Linked DNA regions of Oryctolagus cuniculus: region 2 is linked to region 1. A link is a contact called in public Micro-C data. All regions are on one chromosome and are shown on one strand. Each heading gives the region's core, a stretch centred on a gene start, on an enhancer-like site or on the middle of the called end of the contact. The rest is flanking DNA. Distances are from core to core; before and after follow the strand shown.

The links. A called contact is a pair of places that touch in the nucleus more often than the background predicts.
Region 2: a contact with region 1 is called in a Micro-C map of ear pinna, with 5 times the contacts expected there. The contact joins the promoter of CEBPD here to the enhancer-like site in region 1. A contact is called at or near these places in 3 of 6 Hi-C or Micro-C datasets (ear pinna, skin fibroblasts and an unstated tissue).

Annotation. Positions count from the first base shown.
Region 1 is chr6:71,771,612-71,775,055 of mOryCun1.1, reverse strand. All of the region lies in intron 8 of SPIDR (scaffold protein involved in DNA repair), which reads right to left. Among named protein-coding and RNA genes, the nearest start is that of CEBPD, 190 kb to the left of the region's middle. Within about 2 kb of position 1,650, at least 5 of the 8 cell types and tissues checked have an H3K27ac peak or open chromatin away from gene starts, as enhancers often do. A contact at or near this core is called in ear pinna, where this site is marked.
Region 2 is chr6:71,960,965-71,964,408 of mOryCun1.1, reverse strand. It overlaps CEBPD (CCAAT enhancer binding protein delta), which reads left to right and starts at 1,512. Exons shown (of 1, transcript XM_051844484.2): 1 at 1,512-2,812. The coding sequence starts at 1,575. The coding sequence ends at 2,405. The region is part of intron 19 of SPIDR (scaffold protein involved in DNA repair); the gene reads right to left.

The DNA of each region.
Region 1 (3,444 bases), core at 401-2,900:
GTGACCAAAGTCTGTGTCTTGACTTCTTGGATTTATCTCTTAGTACCTAGCAAGGAACGGAAAGGTAGCTGGATTCTGCTCTTTGTTACAGTAAACTAAAAATTTATTTACCTTTATTTGCTTAAGCAAAGTCTAAAGAAAAAGCAATCTGGCTCTAATCCTATGGGTCAGACTAGAATTAACTCAATTAGGACAGTGGGAGGTATGCATGCTACGATGTCACCCAGGCTGTGGGTATATACCAAGCCTTCGGCATCATTTCAAATCCAGTGCCTCCATGGCAATGCCTCCATGTGAAAAAGGGACCTTTGGAAGAGTCCCGGAACAGACCATCCTTCCCTACTGCCCTTTCCCCAAATCTATGAAGTCTAAAGTGTGTGTGTTGGAGGAGGAGGATTTGGGGGACTCTTAGCAAATGGCTTCTTTCTGGACCTCTTCACATTTGCAAAGAATGAGCCCCTTCTGACCCTTCCCCTACTGAGTTCTGCAGGAGTCACAATGGGCTCTGAAGCTACAGTGAGTAGACTGCATCATGTTTGCAGACTCCAGGGAGAAGGGTGAGCCCCACAGAGCTTCTCCATGAATCTAATCAACCATGTCCAAGGCCTGGTTGACTCTCCAGGAAAATGCAACAGGGACAATCAGATCTACTGAGGGAGGTTCCACGGTTTTGCAGTGACTTCTCTTTACACACTCTTTATCCGAAATACTTTGGAAAGGGGGAGGAACAGAAACTCTCCCACATTTTCACATAGAATTGCTAACCAGGTAGAAGTAAACAGGTTACATGGCTGATAATGCCAAAGCTAGAACCATGAAGAGTGAGTGACTAGCTTACACCCTGCCCCCTGCCCTGGGCTGTCTCCTATTCCGGTAAGTGGAATATGAGGATTCTCCACAGAATCATGTGATGGCAAAGCAGCCAGCAGCTGCCCTCTGGCACAGTATGCAAATGAACTCAGTCACCCTTGGGTTTTCCCCTCTCCTTTCCCTACTCTTTATGGAGGACACAGAATCATAGGGAGTTACTGGCTGAAGTTTGCTCTGTACTTTAATAGCAGGCAGGAAGCCAAACTGAAAATACAATGACTGGATTCAGTTTTACAAGCAAACACTGGAACCAAATTCACCCGAGTCCGGGAAGAATGCCGCCAATCAGAACTAGCAGGAAATCTAATTCAAAACAGGGTGTGTCATCCCCAATTCACAGTGTGCCCTTTACACCTTTCATGTAGTCCTGTGGAAATAGAAACTTCCTTCTGCAAAAGGTCCCCACACAAGATTAAGTTTTACCCAAATGATACCAGAAATGCTTTGCAGGAAGTATCTCAACTTCCACAGCCAGCACCTATGATGGAAATTGTTAGCTCTGCTCTTTCTCCTTTGGATACTGACTGTTAAAAAGTCTTAAAACATATGAATAATTACTTAATTCTCCCAGCTGCCTTCCAACCTCTGAATGCTCTCTGACCTCATGTACCATCAACTGTGGTTCTCTGGGTCTTTTCAATAACTTAATATGAAAATGCTTTAAGATCCTGAGAGAATTAGGACAGTGACATATTTTGGCCCCAGCAGACCCTGAATGGTGCCAGGAGGTTTATGTGCCTGTTTCTCAAGCCTCCAGCTGGCCAGGGCTGTCACAGAGCCTGGAGGAGGAACACACACACAAATTCTGAGAGCCAGAGGTTTCATAGGGGCAGGTCAGGAGAGGTCAAGACCTCTGCCTGCTGTCCATGGCTGGCTGTACCACAGCGCTGCTGTGATTACAGGAGCCCCGAGGGACAGTGGCCAGGCATGTGAAACAGTGAAGCAAATGTCAGATATAAACATTTAAATCTAGATGTATACAGGAGGACAGTATGGAAGAAATGATGAAATATAGGCCTCCTAAAATAAAGTTTTTTTTCTTTTTTAAAAGATGTATTTACTTTGAAATAGTTACTCAGAGAGAGGGAGAGACAGAAAGAGAGAGATCCTCTCTCCCCTGGTTTACTTCCCAGATGGCTACAAAGGCCAGTGCTAGGCCAGTGCTGGGCCAGGCTGGAGCCAGGAGCCAAGAACTTCTTTTGGGTCTCCCACATGGGTGGCAGGTGCCCTAACACTTGGGCTACATTATGCTGTTTCCCCCAGGCCATTAGCAGGTCACTGTGTACTAAACACCGAAGCAAGTCTAAGACGAAGACGGGCTTGCTTCTGAAGCTAGGCCCGGTGCCACCATGGCTTTGGGGTCTGCCATGGCAGGGCACTTAGCAAATTCTTTAATCTCTCTGACTTTAGTTTCCACATCTACAAACTTAGGATAATAATGTCTCCTTTAAGTGTGCGTTAAGGATTAAACATGCAAAGCATAATGTGCAGCAGCTTTTTTTTTTTTAAAGGGATAAGTTAAAAATCTTCATGCCATATCTGGCACATGGTCTTGGGCTAACAATAGTTAAACTGGGAAAGGTAGGAATCAGTTCAGGGGCTGAGAGAAAAAACTGAGGGTACCTAGATTCTCAAGGCTAATACTGAAAATGAACGAACAAAATATTATTTAGGCAGACTTCTTGGAACATGTCTGAGGCAAGCATAAAATTAAATGGGTCAAGTTTTGTTCAGTTCCTACCAGAGCAGGTACCAGTTTCAACAAGATGTAAAAAGATGAACAAGTGAGGTCCTTGCTATCTGTGAAGTTCACACATGCTAAGCTGGTCATTAACAAGCTAGAAGATCATTAACAAGCCACCTGATCAATACAGGAGTGCATACAGTGTTTTCAAAATATTTATCATTGTTATGAGACATATCACTCTAAAATTCCTTATGGAAATTTTCAGAAAAACTGAGAAACAAAGATGAGTAGCTGAGAATGAAGTTATCGGATATTCCATATTCAAAGTTCTTGCAAAGTAAAAACTTTAAGTGTAGAAAGTAAACATATTTTGCTAAAAAGATCAGAATGAAAAAGAATAGCTATCAACACACAAAACATTATAAACCAAGAAAAAAATCTTTTTTTTTGTAAATTTGTTTATTTGAAAGGCAGAGTTGTTACAGACAGAGAGAGGGAGAGACAGAGAGAAGTCTTCCATTTACTGGTTCACTCCCCAAATAGCTGCAAAAGCAGGAGCTGGGCCGATCCGAAGCCAGGAGCCAGGAGCTTCCTCTGAGTCTCCCACATGGGTACATGGGCCCAAGCACTTGGGCCATTTTCCACTGCTTTCCCAAGCCATAGGCAGAAAGCTGGACCAGAAGAGGAGCAGGTGGGACTCTAACCCATGTCCATATGCGATGCCACCACCTTAGGGAGAGGCTTAACCTACTACGCCACAGCAGATGGCCCCAGAAATATATCTTATAGTGTACAGAAATATAGTATTTGATAAAAGAGATGTTTAAAATCAATGGGGGTAAATTATCCAGCAAGTGATCCTGAAAAAATTTAGAAAGAAAAATGAA
Region 2 (3,444 bases), core at 263-2,762, 190 kb before region 1:
GCCTAGGAAACAGTGGAAGATGGCCCAAGTCCTTGGGCCCCTGCACTCATGTGGGAGACCCGGAAGCAGCTCCTGGCTCCTGGCTCCTGGCTTCGAATGGGTGCAGCAGCTCCGGCCATTGCGGCCAACTGGGGAGTGAACCATGGAAGACCTCTCTCTCTCTCTCTCTCTCTGCCTCTCCTCTCTCTATGTAACTCTGACTTTCAAGTAAAATAAATAAATCTTTAAAACAAAAAAGAAATTACCAATTATCTCTAGGATGGACCGGAGCAGTCTGTGGAACGTTTGGTGCTCGGAACCAACCCAGGGTGCGTGAAAAGCCTAAGCGAAGAAGAGATGCGAGATGGAGGCCAGGACTGAATAAGGGTTGTGACTTAGTAGAATTGACGAGAATGCCTGCCTCAAACCGCAGGAAATCAAGCCCATCCTCGCCGCGTCTTCTCATGCAATTCACAGTATGAAGAGCTAGCAGCCTAACACCCGGTTACAGCTGTGTTTCTTCCCTAAAGGACCTAAATACTGTAAATTCAACAGCACTGTATTTTGGAGTAGTCAGAAAGGGAAAAAGAGCCTGGCATTAACAATAGGGCTGAAGCAAGACACCACCACAAGATGGCACTGCTTTAGTAGACCCGGAAGCCTCGGCCCAGTGCGCAGGAGCTCGAGGGGAGCGCGGGTGCCTTGCGGGGCTCGGGACGGCAGGAGGGCCTCGGCGCCCCCGGGGCACGCTATGTCCAGGGCGACCACCGCTGCCCTGCACTCCGCTCTCGACGAGGACGTCCCGCTGCCCCTTGGTTGGGACGCACCAACAGCATTTTGCTGGGCGTCGACCCCTAGGGCTAGCTGGAACGCCCAGCTCCAGAGCGACGGGCGGGTGAGGTGCGGGACGGCCTCCCGCCATCCACTGCCTGCCCGCCGCCTCGCGGACATGTCCCAGTAGAGGCTGCGCCGGGAGACCGTCCCGGCAGCCTGCCCTCTGGGCAGCTGCCCGCATCCGTTCCCGGGGCGGAGGCGTCCGGGCAAAGGTCGGGTGGGCGAATCAGCCGCTTGCGGCCCAGGAGCCTCCCGGCCGCGCGCACCCCTCCGTCCTTGAGTCGCCCAGTCCCTCTCCCTCCCGCGACGTGCACGCCACGGCCAAGTCTTGGTTTTGATTTCACTGCCGGCACCGAGAAACCAAGAGGTTCCAAAGCTCACAAACAGGAAGGAGGGAAGGCCTGGAGTGCGGGCAGAGGGAGGGTCATTCCCAGCAGCGCGGCTCGGGCCGGCCGGGGGCGGAGGGAAGAGGCGCGCGCCCCTCCCCCACGCGCGCTCCGGGGGTCCCACGGCCGCGTAGGGGCCCCCGGCGCGCAGCAAGGCGGGATGTGCGCCAGGGCAAGGCTCGGGGCTGGGGGCGGCTCCAGGGCGCAGGGCGGGGGCTCTTAGGGTGCGCCCCCCCTCCCCCGCGGCCCCGGGGCGCCCCCGCGGTGCCGGAGCCGGGGCGGGGCGTGCGCGTCAGCCGGGGCTAGAAAAGGCGGCGGGCCCGGCCCAGCTGGGTGACAGCCGCAATTGGACTCCGAGCCCGGCCCGACGCCGCCATGAGCGCCGCGCTCTTCAGCCTGGACGGCCCGGCGCGCGGCGCGCCCTGGCCCACGGAGCCCGCACCCTTCTACGAGCCGGGTCGAGTGGGAAAGCCGGGCCGAGGGGCCGAACCGGGGACCCTCGGGGAGCCGGGCGCCGCCGCCCCCGCGATGTACGACGACGAAAGCGCCATCGACTTCAGCGCCTACATCGACTCCATGGCCGCAGTGCCCACCCTGGAACTGTGCCACGACGAGCTCTTCGCTGACCTCTTCAACAGCAACCACAAAGCAGGCGGCGGCGGCGGCGCGGGCGGAGCGGGCGCCCTGGAGCTGCTGCCAGGCGGTCCCCCGCGGCCCCCGGGCCCAGGCCCCGCCGCCCCGCGTCCGCTCAAGCGCGAACCCGACTGGGGCGACGGCGGCGACGCGCCGGGCTCGTTGCTGCCCGCGCAGGTGGCCGCGTGCGCGCAGACCGTGGTGAGCCTGGCGGCCGCCGCGCAACCCACACCGCCCACGTCGCCGGAGCCGCCGCGAGCCAGCCCGGGGCCGAGCCCCGCGCCCGGCCCTGCCCGGGAGAAGGGCACCGGCAAGAGGGGCCCGGACCGCGGCAGCCCCGAGTACAGGCAGCGGCGCGAGCGCAACAACATCGCCGTGCGCAAGAGCCGCGACAAGGCCAAGCGGCGCAACCAGGAGATGCAGCAGAAGCTGGTGGAGCTGTCGGCGGAGAATGAGAAGCTGCACCAGCGCGTGGAGCAGCTCACGCGGGACCTGGCCGGGCTCCGGCAGTTCTTCAAGCAGCTGCCCAGCCCGCCCTTCCTGCCCGCCACCGGGGCCGCCGACTGCCGGTAACGCGCGGCCCGAACGGGACAGACTAACCAACGACCGATACCTCAGACCCGACGGCCCGGGAGCGAGCGTGCCCTGCCTTGCGCAGCCCGGGCGCCCACAGAGCCGCCCGGCGCCGGCTGCAGTTTTCTTCGGGACGTGTGGGCGACGGGAAGCTACAGCCTGGACTTACCACCACTGAACTGCGAGAGAAGCTATACGTGTTTATTTTCCCTTAAATTATTTTTATAATGGTAGCTTTTTCTACATCATACTCCTGTTGATGCAGCTAAGGTACATTTGTATGAAAAAAAAAAAAAACTTTTCAGACAAACCCTTTGTATTATAGATAAGAGGAAAAGACTGAGCATGCTCACTTTTTTATATTAATTTTTACAGTATTTGTAAGAATAAAGAAGCATTTAAAATCGCCCCTGCTTCCTATATTCGCAGTGACTGCTGCACGCCGGTGGCGCCAGGACCTCGCTGGGGGAGGTGCGTTCCAGGACCTGGCGGAGGGCGAGCGCCTGGGAAGCACGGGGCCAGGTGTGTGTCCGTGGGGGAGGCGAGCTGGTCCGTAGATTGGGTCCGCACTGCTTTTGAAACCCGCCAAGGTCTAGCTCCACAGGTCTTACTGAACTTGGCTGAGGTGGATGCAGATGAGTAACCGCGCGTTAAGCTAGCAGCTTTCCAGCGGGAGGTGCGGGGGCAGGGCGACCTGGGGGCCCTGCAGAGCTCAGCCCAGGAGCTCCCTAAGGTTAGATGGCTGCGTGAGGGGTGAGAGTGTGGGGCTCAGGAGACCCAGGGGCCTTTCCCAGTCCCTTCGGGCTTCAAGGCTGGCCTGTGCTTTCACTTTCCTCAGATTTTCAAAGTGCGCCTAAGCGCACAAGTCATGTGGCTGATGAAAAGGACAGTCATCGAGCTACTTAAAATTTCATCTTGGAGGTAACTGTAAAGTTTCTAGACTTAATCCAAATAAATAGAACCGTGTGCCTCCCGCCCAAGAAAACTGGGTCCTAGGCACCTTTTCTTGGGCTACCTGCTGCGTGGATATTATGTAATT